Regions from separate parts of the Mus musculus genome. Here regions 2, 3, 4 and 5 are each linked to region 1. A link is a contact called in public ChIA-PET, HiChIP or PLAC-seq and promoter capture Hi-C data. All regions are on one chromosome and are shown on one strand. Each heading gives the region's core, a stretch centred on a gene start, on an enhancer-like site or on the middle of the called end of the contact. The rest is flanking DNA. Distances are from core to core; before and after follow the strand shown. Region 1 holds the start of Ccin (calicin). Region 2 holds the start of Ccdc107 (coiled-coil domain containing 107). Region 3 holds the start of Hint2 (histidine triad nucleotide binding protein 2). Region 4 holds the start of Melk (maternal embryonic leucine zipper kinase). Region 5 holds the start of Hrct1 (histidine rich carboxyl terminus 1).

Region 1 (2,522 bases), core at 14-2,513:
GAGACGTACCGGCGTGGGGCAATGCTCCCACCCACTGAGTAAACTGTTCCCCCGCAGGTCACCATGGTGTGGAAGACAAGCCCAATGGGCAGGTCAGGTAGCTTGGTCCAGGAGTTGTCGTCCATGTCATACCGCCACGCTGTCTTCAGTCCTGAAATCTGCTCAGTGGTGCCACCGGATATGTAGATGTAACGGCCAGCAGCAGTGGCACTGAGCGCGGCTGCCCGGTATGGCATCTCTGAGAGCTTCAGCCACAGGTTCTCCTGGATGATATAGGCAAACACCCCATCGTTGAACTTACCGTGGGCCTTCTGGCCACCCAGGATGACCACCGAGTCAAGCAGGGCCCCTTTCCGCTGGTAGCTCAGCAGGCTGCACGGGCGCTCCTGCTTGCGGTCCATCAGGACACTTTCGATCAAGGTCGCGTGGGCAGAGTTGTTCTCCAAGCCAACCAGCTTGTTGCTGGCAAACATCAGCGTCTTGTTGGAGACCGCATTGAGATTGATGTAATTGAAGAACTTCTTGAAGTATTTTTCCCGCTCCTCCTTCCGGAAGTACACCCAACTGATGAGTGCGCTGAGCGCCTGGTCCTCGTTGAGCACGTGGAGGTTTTCATCCCGGAGCAGGCGACCGAAGATGACGGGTGGGCAGCGCATGAAGTGCATAGAGCCCTCGGGACTGGCCCAGAAGTGGAAGTTGTCACGAATGCCAGAGTAGGCCAAGTCTGATACTTCTTTGAGCTCGAACAGCTCAGCCAAGAAGAGGTAGCGCAAGCAGTTGACGCGGCGAATAGACTTAATAAGGAAGTCATTGCAGTGAATCCGAAGGCGTGGGGTATTGAAATACTGTGCGCCCCGGAGCAGCTCCTCCACGTTCTGCTCTGAGATCACCACTTTGCCGCTGTAGAAGTAATCCAGGAGCTGGTCCACCGTGGCTGGGCTCAGGTAGTTGGGGTCGATGGTGATGTAGAGTTCATCGGTGGTCTTCATGTCGTTGCTGGAGATGAGGCTTTTCACTAGTGGAGAGACGGCAGCCAGCACGTTGCGATGTGCGAAGAAGACATGATGGTCCACAGTCAGGGCCATGTCCCAGTACTCTTTACGCTTCCTCTGTTTGTTCAGGTTTTGCAGCACAAAGCTGTTGTAGTTTTTCTCTGTGAATTCCAGTTTCATGGTGCTTCTTGTTGGCCGAGACAGAAGATTCGTAGCAGGTACCGGAGGGCAGACTTTTCCAGGCCTTTGGGGTTTGTACTGATGGTTGTTTGCAGAGCAGCTGACCAGAGAGGAGTGGGCGTGGGAGAGAGGGTGACGTCATAGAATGGATGAGGTCATCATAATGTAGCCCCCTCCCCGCCCCCAGGCCTTTCTCTCCCCAGAGCTTCAGAGGAAGCTCTGGAATGGGGCCACGGTGTCCCCCTGGGCCTTTCAAGTCACAGTCCTCGGCTTCGCCGGGAATGTTCGAACTGGTTTGGGTGGGGCAGAGAGCAGCTGTGGAGAGGGAAAATTTAGGGTGGGAGGAGAGGTTACCATGATCTAGAAGCCTCCCTTTTAACCAGAAGGCTGAAGTCCTGCTGAGGAAGGACTCCCCCTGTCACAGAGGCAGTTAGAGGCAGAGCAAACCTGGAACTCCCACAGTGTGGGGCGTTACAACCCTTTCACCCCTTCAGGAAGTGGGGACCAGACAGTTTTCATGGTTCAATTCTTAGGCCCTGAAGGCCCTTTTTTCTACCAAGGTTCCTGGACGTCTGAGAAGACAAACCCTCTGGCTTCTGATCTCTGTAGTCAGAATACAGTTTTCATGGAGAAGTGGGTGACACTCACTGGAGCAGAAATGGAGGGGCCAGCCAGCCCTAGGAAGATGGGAGGACTTGGAAACGCCAGTACCAGGTTTCCAACCTCCCATACCAGGTTTGGAAACTTCCCATACCAGGTTTCCAAGTATCTAGTAAAATGCTGGGGAAATGCCTGATTCGGCCTCTCCACTCCGAGTTTCTTAGACCAGTTCACTCAGGCCTCAGATTCCTCTTCTGTGAGATGAGAATACTCGCTTCAAAGTGCAGCAGGCACAGCGCTTAGCTTACAGCAAACGTTCCAATAAATGCCAGTTCTTGTTTCTTAGTTGATATAACCACAGCTGTGGGCATCCCCGAAGCCCTCGACGGGTTATAGGAGCCTGCTTCGGCCGCACGGTGGCGCTGCAGGGTCACCTCCTGGCCAGAAGCACGCCGCCTCCGTGCTCAGCTTCTCCAATGGCGTAGAGAGGAAACTCACCCGCCCCGGGGCGTCCCTTTCTGCCTGCTTTGTCCCGCCTAGGGCTCCTTTGTGTAGGAGCGACTCTGAAACTCATACGTCTGGACCCGGGGCTCACAGTGTGGCAGACCCACACCTGTTCTCATTTTACAGATGTGGACAGAGCCCGGCAATGGTGTATGACCAAAGCCACCCTGGGACCTCTTAGGAAGAACCGTGCCATATGGTCACTTGTACTGGTCAGGAGGACCTGACTGCAGACCCCATCTCCAC
Region 2 (2,522 bases), core at 9-2,508, 490 kb after region 1:
TAAAGCACAAGCCTCCTTCAGAACCTTTAATTGGAAAGTGGGTTATCATAACACCGTGAAACTGTCAGCCGCCATGCCTACCTCTCTTCCACGGGTCCCGCTCCTCTTCTCAACTGCTTATGTATTCTTCTCCATGCATAAGACAGAAATACTGGTCTCGAACTCACAAGAGCTGTTCCTGCCTCTGTCTCCCCTGAATGCTGGGATTAAAGGCGTCTAACACTACGCCTGGGTAGAATTTATTAATCTATCTTTAAACTCCAATCTTCATCCTAGCCTGTCAAGTCTGCCTGGCTCTTTAATCTCATCTAGTTTTATGTTACTAATTAGTTCAGCCTCTATTCCCCTGTGCAAGTAATTGACCAGAGTTGAAGATAAAGCACTGGGTGGTAGGTTCCACTTTCCATGTCAACAGTTTCAAAGTAATCAGAATGTACAGTCAGTTCACATTTCAGGGTTTCCTTCCTAAGGAGAGCACGAAACGGCTTGGTGTCTGGTCCACTAGACACTCTGTTGCTGCCGCGATTAACTCCTTGGGCCAAGGTTGGAGCCTCAGCAGCAACTTCTTTTTTTGCATACTGACACTAGTTGGGTTAAAACCCCACTTACATCAGACACTAAGTGGATGAGCTCCAGATTGAAAATCGATCGTCACTGGAGAGAGGAGTAAAAGTAACGGTTTCTACAATTTCTCAGCCCCCTACATCCATTATCTCTCTGGATCCTCGAATGCCCCAATAATGTGGAAAAACCAAGGAACGAGCCTTCATTTTACAGGTAGCCGGGAAGCGGTTGTTCTTGGTACTGTAGCGGCCCCAGGAGATTAAGGCCCAGGGCTCCCACAACCCACCGCCATACCGCACCTGCAAACACTTGAACAGCACAAAAGCCACGACGGCCGCGGTGTACAGAGCGCCCAAAGACAGCGATCCGGCCCGGGCTCGCTCGCGCTGATCCTTGGGTGGCGGCTGCCGCCGAGGTTCGGTGGTTCCCGGACTGACCTGGGAGCCCCGTTCTGTGGATTAAAGCCATCGGTCAGTTTCTACTAGGCAGTCCCAGCCTCCCTCCAGCAGCTCTCGCAGGTACCTGGGTGTGCCCCCAGATCGGCGCTGGGGCGCTCCCCAAGGACTCCAAAAGGCGCAGACACAAGCAGCAGCCCCAGAATACTCAACACGGGGCCAGCGCCCTCCATGCCTGGCCCACCAGAATCGCACGCCGGGTACCCCGCGTTCCAGCGCTGGGCCTCCGGCCGTAGTGCGCACGCGCAGGAGACCACGCCTACATCGGGGGGGCTGAGTCCCTTAAGGCGGCCACGCCCATCTCAGGATGGGTTTAAGCAATATTTGCATAAACCACGCCCACCTAGCGTTCCTACATTAATTAATGACCTATCTATTTATAGCTTTCTTAAACAATTATGTCTCCAGAATCTTTCAGGATAAAGTATCATGCCTAAAACAATGGCTCATTGTTTTTCTACCTAGAGAGACCAATTTTCTCACCATAACCAAAAAATTAAGCCTGTTGTAGAGTCATAAATTAGTCGCGCCTAGAAGCTAAGGCAGCTCGCTCTGAAGGCCTGTTTCCTAGGCTACATACGAGGGACATGTTCCTTATCCTTTCGCCTAGGGGAAAGTCCCCGGACCACGGGCAGAGAGTGCCGCGTGCACACGCGCGTAGACTTCCCCCGCAAGTCACTGTTAGCCCGCCAAGAAGCGACCCCTCCGGGGCGAGCTGAGCGGCGTGCAGCGGGGCGTCATCCGTCAGCTCACATAGTGACGCAGGCAGTGCGACCTGGCTCGCACCAACCACACGGGGCTCATTCTCAGCGCGGCTACACTTTTATTTATTTATTTTTGTTTGTTTGTATTTTGGTTTTTTGACAGGGTTTCTCTGTGTAGCCCTGGCTGTCCTGGCACTCACTTTGTAGACCAGGCTGGCCTCGAACTCAGAAATCCTCCTGCCTCTGCCTCCCGAGTGCTGGGATTAAAGGCGTGCGCCACCACGCCCGGCCACTTTTATTTCTATACAACCTTCAGAGCCAGATGTGAATGTACTAATTAGGAAATCAAGGTCACCCTTTCCTAAGAAAAGAAGAAAGAAAACGGAGACAAATCTGAATTCCTAATTTATTCTTTAATAGCTGTAATTCTTTTTTTAGACTGCTAGTCCAAAGAGAGCAAGACTGTGGGTTTTGCTTTTTTGTTTTTTTCCATTTTACTGTCCGAGCCTAGTCACTTGTTGCTAGGGGAACTTGAGGAAGTGAATGAAATTAATGAATGAATGTTCACAGCGACTCAAAAGGCAAATATACAACTAGGTCCTTCTGGGTCTCATGTAACCTGGGCTGGCTTCATTCTCATGTAGCTGGAGCTGGCCTAGAACTCCTAACCCTCCTGCTTCCATTTCTCAAATGCTGGGATTATGTAGTAGCAAGCACATAAGATTCACAGAGCTGCCAGATGTGGCACCACACTCCTTTAATCCCAGCAGTGGGGAGACAAAAGCAGACAGATCTCTAT
Region 3 (2,522 bases), core at 12-2,511, 330 kb after region 1:
TTTTTGAGACAGAGTCTTGCTGTGTAGACCACACTGGCCTGGAAATCATGAGTGATCCTCCTGCCTCTGCTGCTCAAGGGAAATACTGTGTTTCTTATTTCAAAACATGAAGCAGAACTGGCGAGATGGTTCAGTGCTTGCTATACTTGTAGAGGACTTAAACTTGGTTCACATCAGGAGGCTCACACTATGTGTATGTAACTCCAGCTTTAAGGAGGCATCTTTGGCACCCTCTTCTGGCCTCTACAGACACCCACATGGGCTTGCACATACACCCACATGTAAACAAATAAATCTTTAAGGGCTGGAGAGATGGCTAAGCAGCTAAGGACATATACTGAACTTGGAGAGCACTGGAATTCAGCTACCAGCACATACATCAGGTGGCTCTCAACAGCCTGTAACTCCAGCGCCAGGACATCCTACGCCTTATAGCATCCATATGCACATAACCCACAGGCGTATACACACACACACACACACAATTTTTGTATTTAAAAAAAGTGTATACAATCAGACCTGCCTCACTGAAAATGCTGGGCACAGAGGTAACGATACCACCCACCATTTATGAAGTGGAGAAAAGAATAACGCATAGTATAACATACATCCTCACTCGTTTAAGGAAAAAAAAATGCCCTGAAAACTGATGTAAGTGGGAGCAAGAACAGGAAGAAATTGATCTCGATTTTAAAAAGATATTTTCATACGATATGTTTTAAATCTTTGCAGTGGTCCAAAGGCTGAAATTGTTAAGAAAAGACTGGGTGCCTACCCTACAGATTTTAAAAAAAAAAAAAAAAAAAAAAAAGGTCCCAATTCACCTTGAGTCCCGCCCATGTTCTTCGGGAGCCAATAAACACCGAATGTCCTCAGAACCCCGCCCTCCTGACCAATGCGGAGATGGGTCTGCGCTACTTTTAGCCTTTTGTACAGCAGGTGGCGAGGCCCCGCCCTCTTCACCCCCCTTACCCCTCAAGAGGGGCCAGAGCTAAAAGGGACAGGCCGAGAACGAGCGCTTGGTCAAGGTGGCGAACCTGAGTCCATTAGGAGAATATCCCACCCCCAGGTTTAGTCCTTCCAATGGAATGGGAATGTATCTCAGAGTGAAACTGCGTAGGGACCCAATGGAAAAAGAGTTTTCACGCTACCAAACAAAAATTGGCCCTGCGTTCGCAGAGGCAGCCAATGAGATGTACGACGGGACCCGCCCCCCAGCAGGCCACGGCCAATGGGGCTGCGCCTGCAGGCGACACTCTCAGGAAGATGGCTGCTGCTGTGCTGCTGGCCGTGGGCTTGCGCGCTGCGCGCAGAACCCTGGCTGCCGCGGGGGCCCGGGGGGCGCAGGTGAGAAGCAGCCAGAGGGACGAGGGGTCTTGCAGGCACTGGCGCGTTCCGGGCCCGGCACGCGCAGCACTCATCCCCGCGGAGCCACTGCCTCGACCAAGGGTCAAATTCCGGGACTCTGCGGGCGGGCAGGTCTGACTCCAGTCCCGGAGAGAAGCGATCTGCCTGCGACCGCTTCTGGGAACAGCCGGGGGGCGTCTCGGTTGAGATGGAGCGTGTGCTGCTGTCCGGGAGCCAGCTCTCGGCTTACCTCAACCGTGCCCCTTGCAAGAAGTGAGTGCTCCCTTCTGGGAGCTAGCCGGCTGTCTTCCTCGGACCTCTGACCCTATAATGTGCACCAGTTTTGCTCCTTCATCTTTCACACACCACCACACGCAGCAGCGATTTCATTGACCCCACTGTTTTGCTTCAGTGTCACACACTGGCTCCAGCCCTCTCTGAACCGGTGGGAAACTGGGATATCCCTACCTATTATCCCCTCAGGTACAGCCTAGTTCACTTAGCTGAACTCTTCCGTAACTCCGCTGATTCACATGACTGGAACCGAAAGTCCAGTGTAGAAGCCAAGCATGGTGGCGCATTCCTATAATCCCAGCAATGTGGGAGACTGTGGCAGCAGAATTACCAGGACTGCGCCAGCTTGGCCTGCATAGAAACACTAACAGGAAAGCTGCACAATAAGATTTGACACCCAAATGAGAAATCAGCCAGTGTCAGGACAAATACATTAAATCAAGTAACAAGGCTTAAAGATCAGAAAACGTGTAGTAGAAATACGTTAAAAACAGTAAAGAGTTTCATTCATGCTTTGAAGTTGTCAGGGGCATTCATCTGATGTATGCAAGGGTAGCGTTGGAACTGAGGCCTCAATGTTGTCTTGCTTTGGGGAACAGAGTCTTATGTATCCCACACCAGCCAAGAGTCTCTAAACGTAGCCAATCCTCCTGCCTCCCTGACCTAGGTGCTGGAATTACAAATGTACGACTCCACACCCAGGGGAAAACCTCACTCTTGAAACTGCCCTTCTGGGTCTTCTTACCTGGGTAGTGCTAGATTTCTCAGGCACTGTTACAGGAATCAGTTGCACTCCTAAGTCCCGCATAGGAATCACTGCGTGTTCTGTAACCAGGTCCACCATCACCTGGCCTACTCTTCAGGCTCTGAAAGTCAGGAAT
Region 4 (2,522 bases), core at 12-2,511, 320 kb before region 1:
CTATCACTTACTACAAAACACATTAACTTGCCTCTCGTGCTCATTGACACTGATCTGGTCATTTCAGATGAGAGTGCAGAATGGCTTACAACCTGGCCTTAGAATACAGTTGAGTGGCGGCACCCTTCTGCTCCTTTGCGGAGATTTCTGAGAGCAGCAATAGAGGCATTCATTCCCAAAAGCATTTAGGGACTAACCTGTCCATCTAGTTGGTTCATAATAGATAAAAGGGACAGAGCCACTGTTTCCACGAAGGTGTTTAAGAAGAAACAGAAGCCAAAACATGAACAAAAGTTGGGACTAAATTCTCTAGCCAACGTTTCAGACCCCTCTGAAACCCTCTCTTCCTCCTCCTCCATTAACCACAGAAATCTACCTAAGGTGAGACTAGAACACTCACTACCTCACCTTAGTGTGAGCTCCTGCCTTGGGATGAGAAGCAGGGAACTGCTCCCCTCCACACCCTTCTTGGCAGGAGCCACCTGGCTCCTCCATTTACTGCTATAGCCTCTGGGCGTCCTTACAATACGAGTCTCGGGCCACTTGCTTTAGAGGTGCAAGGTGAGGAAGGATTTGGGCTCTACAAAGGGGTTACACACATTTCTCTTTTAACTGGAATACCCCAGAAAACTGAGTTGAAAAGTGTAAGTGCCTCAAAGCCCATCTCTGAATCGCTTTTGCAGACAGTCAAAAGCACTGAAACAGAACTGGAAATTCCCATTATGGGAGCCTCCGGGGCGTCAAATGCTCTGTCAAACTTTATCAATTACCCGCTGAGCGGGGAATGGGGAGTGGGGAGCGCTCACGCCTGTATCTCCTGCGCTCAGGAAGGTAAGGCAGGAGGATCCAGAATTCAAGGACCACTTTGGCTACAAAGTGAGTTCGAGACCAGTGAGTTCAAGACGCAAGATACATCTCAGAACCCGAGACAAAAAAAAAAAAAAAAAAAAAAAAAAACTACCATCCACCATCTGTGAAAGCCAGGGTCGAAAAACCTAGACGTTCTCACAGAGAACAGTGCTGATGGGTGGAACCCCAGGGAAACTCCGTCTCCCGGCCACGCCCCACGAGGCCCAGAGTGCGGCCCGAGGACGGAAGAACTGACCTGAAGGGCAGCGGGCCCAGCAAGGACCGAACAGGACCGAACAGGACAGAAGGTGAAGCAGCCGGCTGCAGAGTCTAGCAAAGCCGGAACAAGTCGGTGGGAATTTCTGCAGGATTCAAGTTCCAGCAGCTTCCGCCCGCCAAAGGAATCAAACCTCGCGGGCCGGAAGAGGCGGGGCCCAAGGGAGCCCAGTCCCAGGGAGGTGGGGCGGGGCCGGGAGAAAACTGGGCGGAGCGATGGTGGGGCGGGGCGAGATAGGCTCAAACTTTTGATGGGATACTAAATGTGTAGGATGTCAAATGCTCAGGATCGGTGATGGTGAAGACTTTAAGATACTGACTTAAGCCTCAGTACATGGGAACGCCAGGGCCAAGAAGTGCGAGTGGGAGGGTAGGGGAGTTGTGGGGGGGGGAGGGTATGGGGACTTTTGGGATAGCATTGGAAATGTAAATGAAGAAAATACCTAATTTAAAAAAAAAAAAAAGATACTGACTGAAGACTTAAGGCCTTGCCTCCTTCTTTCTTTTTTTTTAAGAATATTTTTATTTTTTTAAAAATACCATTATTCTTCGACACTTTCATACACGTATACAATGTATGTTGATCATATCCACTTTATTCTCCCTTCTTGCTCCCCACACCACCCAAAACCCTCTCTCATCTTCACTTCCTTTTTTTTTTTTAATAGTTTGCCTTTACTAACTGCAGTGTGCATATCTCATAGGGACAAGGAAATTTTTTCCAGAAGACATTGACTTGCTAAGTTTTCATATTTTAATCCCAGCACTTTGGAGGCAGAGGCAGGCAGATTTCTGAGTTCGAGGCCAGCCTAGTCTACAGAGTGAGTTCCAGGACAGCCAGGACTACACAGAGAAACCCTGTCTCGAAAAACAAAAACAAAACAAAAAAAAAAAGTTTTCATATAATTAAGTTTTTTATGTTCTTAATTTTTCATTACATTCATTTATTCGAGTGCGTGCTTGTGGGAAGGGGGGCACGTGTCACTTCACACCTGTGGCAGTTAGAGGACAACTTTCAAGAGTTGGTTCTCTCTTGCCACCTAATGGGTCTAACTAATCAAGTCAAGCTGTCAACTTGGTACCAATTGCCATTACCCATTGACCCCTCTTTCCCCTGATCTTTTTCCCCCTTCTGGTTCATGGGAGGGCTCTCCCTGGCCTTGGCTATTCTAAGCAAGAGCTCTAACATTGTGCCACTTTTCCCTGTGCATCTCATAATTCTTACTAAAATCTGTTGCTATAAGTTATAAAACCTTAGGAACTAAATTAACTACCCATCAAGATGCTAGCAATGTGGCTCATGGGTAAAGATACTTGCCACCAGCCCTGAAAACCTAAATTCAATCCCCAGAAATCTGACTTCCTCATTTACCCCTCCCTGCAAACAAATACAGAAA
Region 5 (2,522 bases), core at 10-2,509, 260 kb after region 1:
ACTGTGCATCTGCAGACAGGCTGGCTGGAGACTCAGAGTCTGCATAAGAATCCCTATTCAGTCCCCAAACAGACACTGAACCCAGGGTTGGTTCCTGCTCTGGACCAGGCTAGGAGGAGCACTCAGGCAGGGTGCTCCGAGAGCTAGAACCCAGGCTAGGGGTCTCAACTGTCCCTTCTCCAAAGCTCTGGGCCGTCCACACTGAATTCTTCCTCAGAGCTTAGGCGGGGACCACCTACTTCTCTCTGTTCCAGACCCCAGGCTCAGCTCCTTCCAGAAGAGTTCCCAGGGCCCTCATGACTCCCTCCCTCCCACTGTGCCACAGTCAAGAACCAGTTCACACAAAAAGCTTCCTGGTGGCTTTTATTTCTTACAGCCAAGCAGCAGTGAATGCCCGTACCACAGTCTGCCCCTGGAAGCTCATCACAGGGCCTCCCCAATCAGAAGAACTCTCCATCTCCACCTGGGCTCTGGTTCTGCCAGATACCCTTGTTACTTCCAGGGTCACCAGGAGTTGCAGTCACAAGGTAGGAAACTCAGCCAGCCCTGCTCGAAGCTCAAGCCCCACATTGTGTAGAGGGCCACCCAGGTGGGTCTCTGTTGCACATAGGGAGAAGGGCTCATATGCAAATGAAACCCAAGCAGGACCAGGGTCCCAGTACCCCCCTTCATCCCAGAGGCACATCCTTTTCCGTGGCAGCATCAGGATCCACTCATGTTGCTGCTGGATGGAGGGCAGAGCCAGGTAGATGCTATCTATTGGCCTCAGCGGCGGGCTCCATGAGCATGGTGGTGGCGGTGGTGGTGCTTGTGGTGGTGGAGACGATGGGGAGAATGGTGATGGTGGTGGTGAACGCCCACACTGGTCACCCCGGTCACATGGTGATGGTGGTGATGGTGAACAAGTCTTGGGAGACGCAGGCGCCGGCCATGGAAGAGTCGAGGCCGGGCTTGTCGGACTCGGTTTCTCTCCACGTCATGCTCCTGTGATCTGTGGAAAAGGCAGAGGGCCATCAGCCACAGCAACATCAAAAACGCCAGTGCTGTGCCCGTGATCCAGCACACAAGGGTCGTGTTCCCCAGAAGGCCTAACATCTGGAAGCCAGAGGATCTCTGCACTTCACTCAGTGGCTCCCTTCAGCAGCCTCTGCTCAGCCCTCACAGTCACTGAACTCAAGGGTGTCTCGGCTCCTGCAGACTGGAGAACAGCCAGGGAATGTGGGAGAGGTCTGTTTGGACAGGCTTCTCAACAGCCAGAGGCTGTTTGGAGTAGGAAGGGGGAGGCCGTGAAGGAAGAGTGGGTGGAGACCAAGGAGCTGTGGGACTGGCTTGCTTAAGGGGAGGGCCTGAATCAGGGATATGAGGTCAATATTCCATCTATTCCTGCCTCCTGGCAGAAGGAGGGCCCTCCTCTGGGCTTCAGCTTTTCTCCTAGGAACCACTGTATGGAGATTAAAAGTGTAGGCTTAGGATGCACACGATTCCCTAGCTCCGCGACTATCTGTAGCCTGCAACATCCTCTGCTGCTGAGGATCAGTGAGTTAGCCCAAGTCCTGTGAATGTCAGTCAGGGATGGGTGGAGCCTGATGAGGGCCACAAGCCGTTCATCATCCAGGGATGCTTCTCCTGTTGGGTATAGGAAGCCAGAAGGCTTGTCAACTTTGGGTTAACAGGAAGCAGAAAGGAAGCCACTTGAGGTCACACAGGTCAGCCCCTTATCTCCCCGGTCAACAATGTCAGTGGATGGCAGTCCCGTTGCCCTATCATCTGCCCTGTCACAAAGCTCGGGTCATTCCTACCTGCCTGGGAACTTGTTTGGTGACCAGAATGTGCACAGTCTTCCATTCTCTCGTTACTGGTTCTAAATCCTCTGGCCCCCTAGTCACCAAGGATGAGGCTGGGATTCAGGGTGTCCCCAGCATCTCTGTTGTACGCAAGCGGACTGGGCTCCCCAAAGCCCAAGCTCTGTGGCCAGGGTCCTCAGGGGTCCTTCAACCCATTCCTCAAAGCTCCTTCTGGAGAGTGCTCAGCCCCCAAACCTCAGACTGGCTCCAGCTCTGCAGTAGCTCCACTCTGTAAAGTTGGTCAAGGCCCTTCCTCGAGCCCACCGTGTCCTCTCTGGAGATCCCACAGCAGAAGCAAACTCCAGGGACACTCCCCTGCTCTAATCCCAGTCACAGCTGCTTTCTCTGACATCTTTACTGAAAAGCTGCCACAGCAGCTCAAAGGGTTGTACATCACCTTTGGCCAAGCTGGTTTCGAGGGAGGCTAGTCTCCAGAGGCTTCCTGGCCCTCTGGAGAAGTCACTTGAACTTTTAATGAGGCTTGTATAGAGAACTCCTCCTGCAGACTCCTGGGGCTTTGGAGCCAGCTGCCTTCCCTAGAGGCACATTGAAGAAAAAGTCCTATGGGAGCTGGTGGAGAGGGGAGGAGGGAGAAGGGAGGAGGGAGAGGAAAGGGGCATGAAGAAGGGAGCATTAAATGGATAACTTTACAGGAGTTTTCCAAGGAGATGCCCACCC

Evidence for each region. Promoter capture Hi-C pulls out the DNA fragments that hold promoters and counts their contacts. ChIA-PET counts read pairs in DNA pulled down with a chosen protein or histone mark. HiChIP or PLAC-seq counts read pairs in DNA pulled down with a chosen protein or histone mark. Capture Hi-C pulls out chosen DNA fragments and counts their contacts.
Region 2: a promoter capture Hi-C map of neural stem cells shows a contact between it and region 1. The contact joins the promoter of Ccdc107 here to the promoter of Ccin in region 1. A contact is called at or near these places in 1 of 39 promoter capture datasets (neural stem cells) and 1 of 115 datasets of contacts at active chromatin or transcription factors (extraembryonic endoderm stem cells).
Region 3: a promoter capture Hi-C map of liver shows a contact between it and region 1. The contact joins the promoter of Hint2 here to the promoter of Ccin in region 1. A contact is called at or near these places in 1 of 39 promoter capture datasets (neural stem cells), 3 of 115 datasets of contacts at active chromatin or transcription factors (bone marrow-derived macrophages, embryonic stem cells and memory CD8 T cells) and 2 of 9 other capture datasets (adipose tissue and liver).
Region 4: an RNA polymerase II ChIA-PET map of memory CD8 T cells shows a contact between it and region 1, with 20 read pairs. The contact joins the promoter of Melk here to the promoter of Ccin in region 1. A contact is called at or near these places in 1 of 39 promoter capture datasets (pre-B cells), 1 of 484 Hi-C or Micro-C datasets (embryonic stem cells) and 2 of 115 datasets of contacts at active chromatin or transcription factors (embryonic stem cells and memory CD8 T cells).
Region 5: a FOXA1 HiChIP or PLAC-seq map of pancreatic cancer cells shows a contact between it and region 1. The contact joins the promoter of Hrct1 here to the promoter of Ccin in region 1. A contact is called at or near these places in 4 of 39 promoter capture datasets (the 3T3-L1 cell line, 3T3-L1-derived adipocytes, embryonic stem cells and 1 more), 5 of 484 Hi-C or Micro-C datasets (the G1E-ER4 cell line, embryonic stem cells, liver and 1 more), 8 of 115 datasets of contacts at active chromatin or transcription factors (astrocytes, embryonic limb bud, embryonic stem cells and 3 more) and 3 of 9 other capture datasets (adipose tissue, embryonic stem cells and macrophages).

What each region holds. Positions count from the first base shown.
Region 1 is chr4:43,982,245-43,984,766 of GRCm38.p6, reverse strand. It overlaps Ccin (calicin), which reads right to left and starts at 1,263. Exons shown (of 1, transcript NM_001002787.2): 1 at 1-1,263. The coding sequence starts at 1,172.
Region 2 is chr4:43,492,101-43,494,622 of GRCm38.p6, reverse strand. It overlaps Ccdc107 (coiled-coil domain containing 107), which reads right to left and starts at 1,258. Exons shown (of 6, transcript NM_001037913.2): 1 at 1,087-1,258; 2 at 864-1,015. The coding sequence starts at 1,192. It also overlaps Rmrp.
Region 3 is chr4:43,655,184-43,657,705 of GRCm38.p6, reverse strand. It overlaps Hint2 (histidine triad nucleotide binding protein 2), which reads left to right and starts at 1,261. Exons shown (of 5, transcript NM_026871.1): 1 at 1,261-1,347. The coding sequence starts at 1,267. It also overlaps the pseudogene Gm4748.
Region 4 is chr4:44,299,656-44,302,177 of GRCm38.p6, reverse strand. Melk (maternal embryonic leucine zipper kinase) reads right to left here and starts at 1,261. Exons shown (of 18, transcript NM_010790.2): 1 at 1,106-1,261.
Region 5 is chr4:43,725,935-43,728,456 of GRCm38.p6, reverse strand. Hrct1 (histidine rich carboxyl terminus 1) reads right to left here and starts at 1,259. Exons shown (of 1, transcript NM_027511.1): 1 at 347-1,259. The coding sequence starts at 1,095. The coding sequence ends at 766.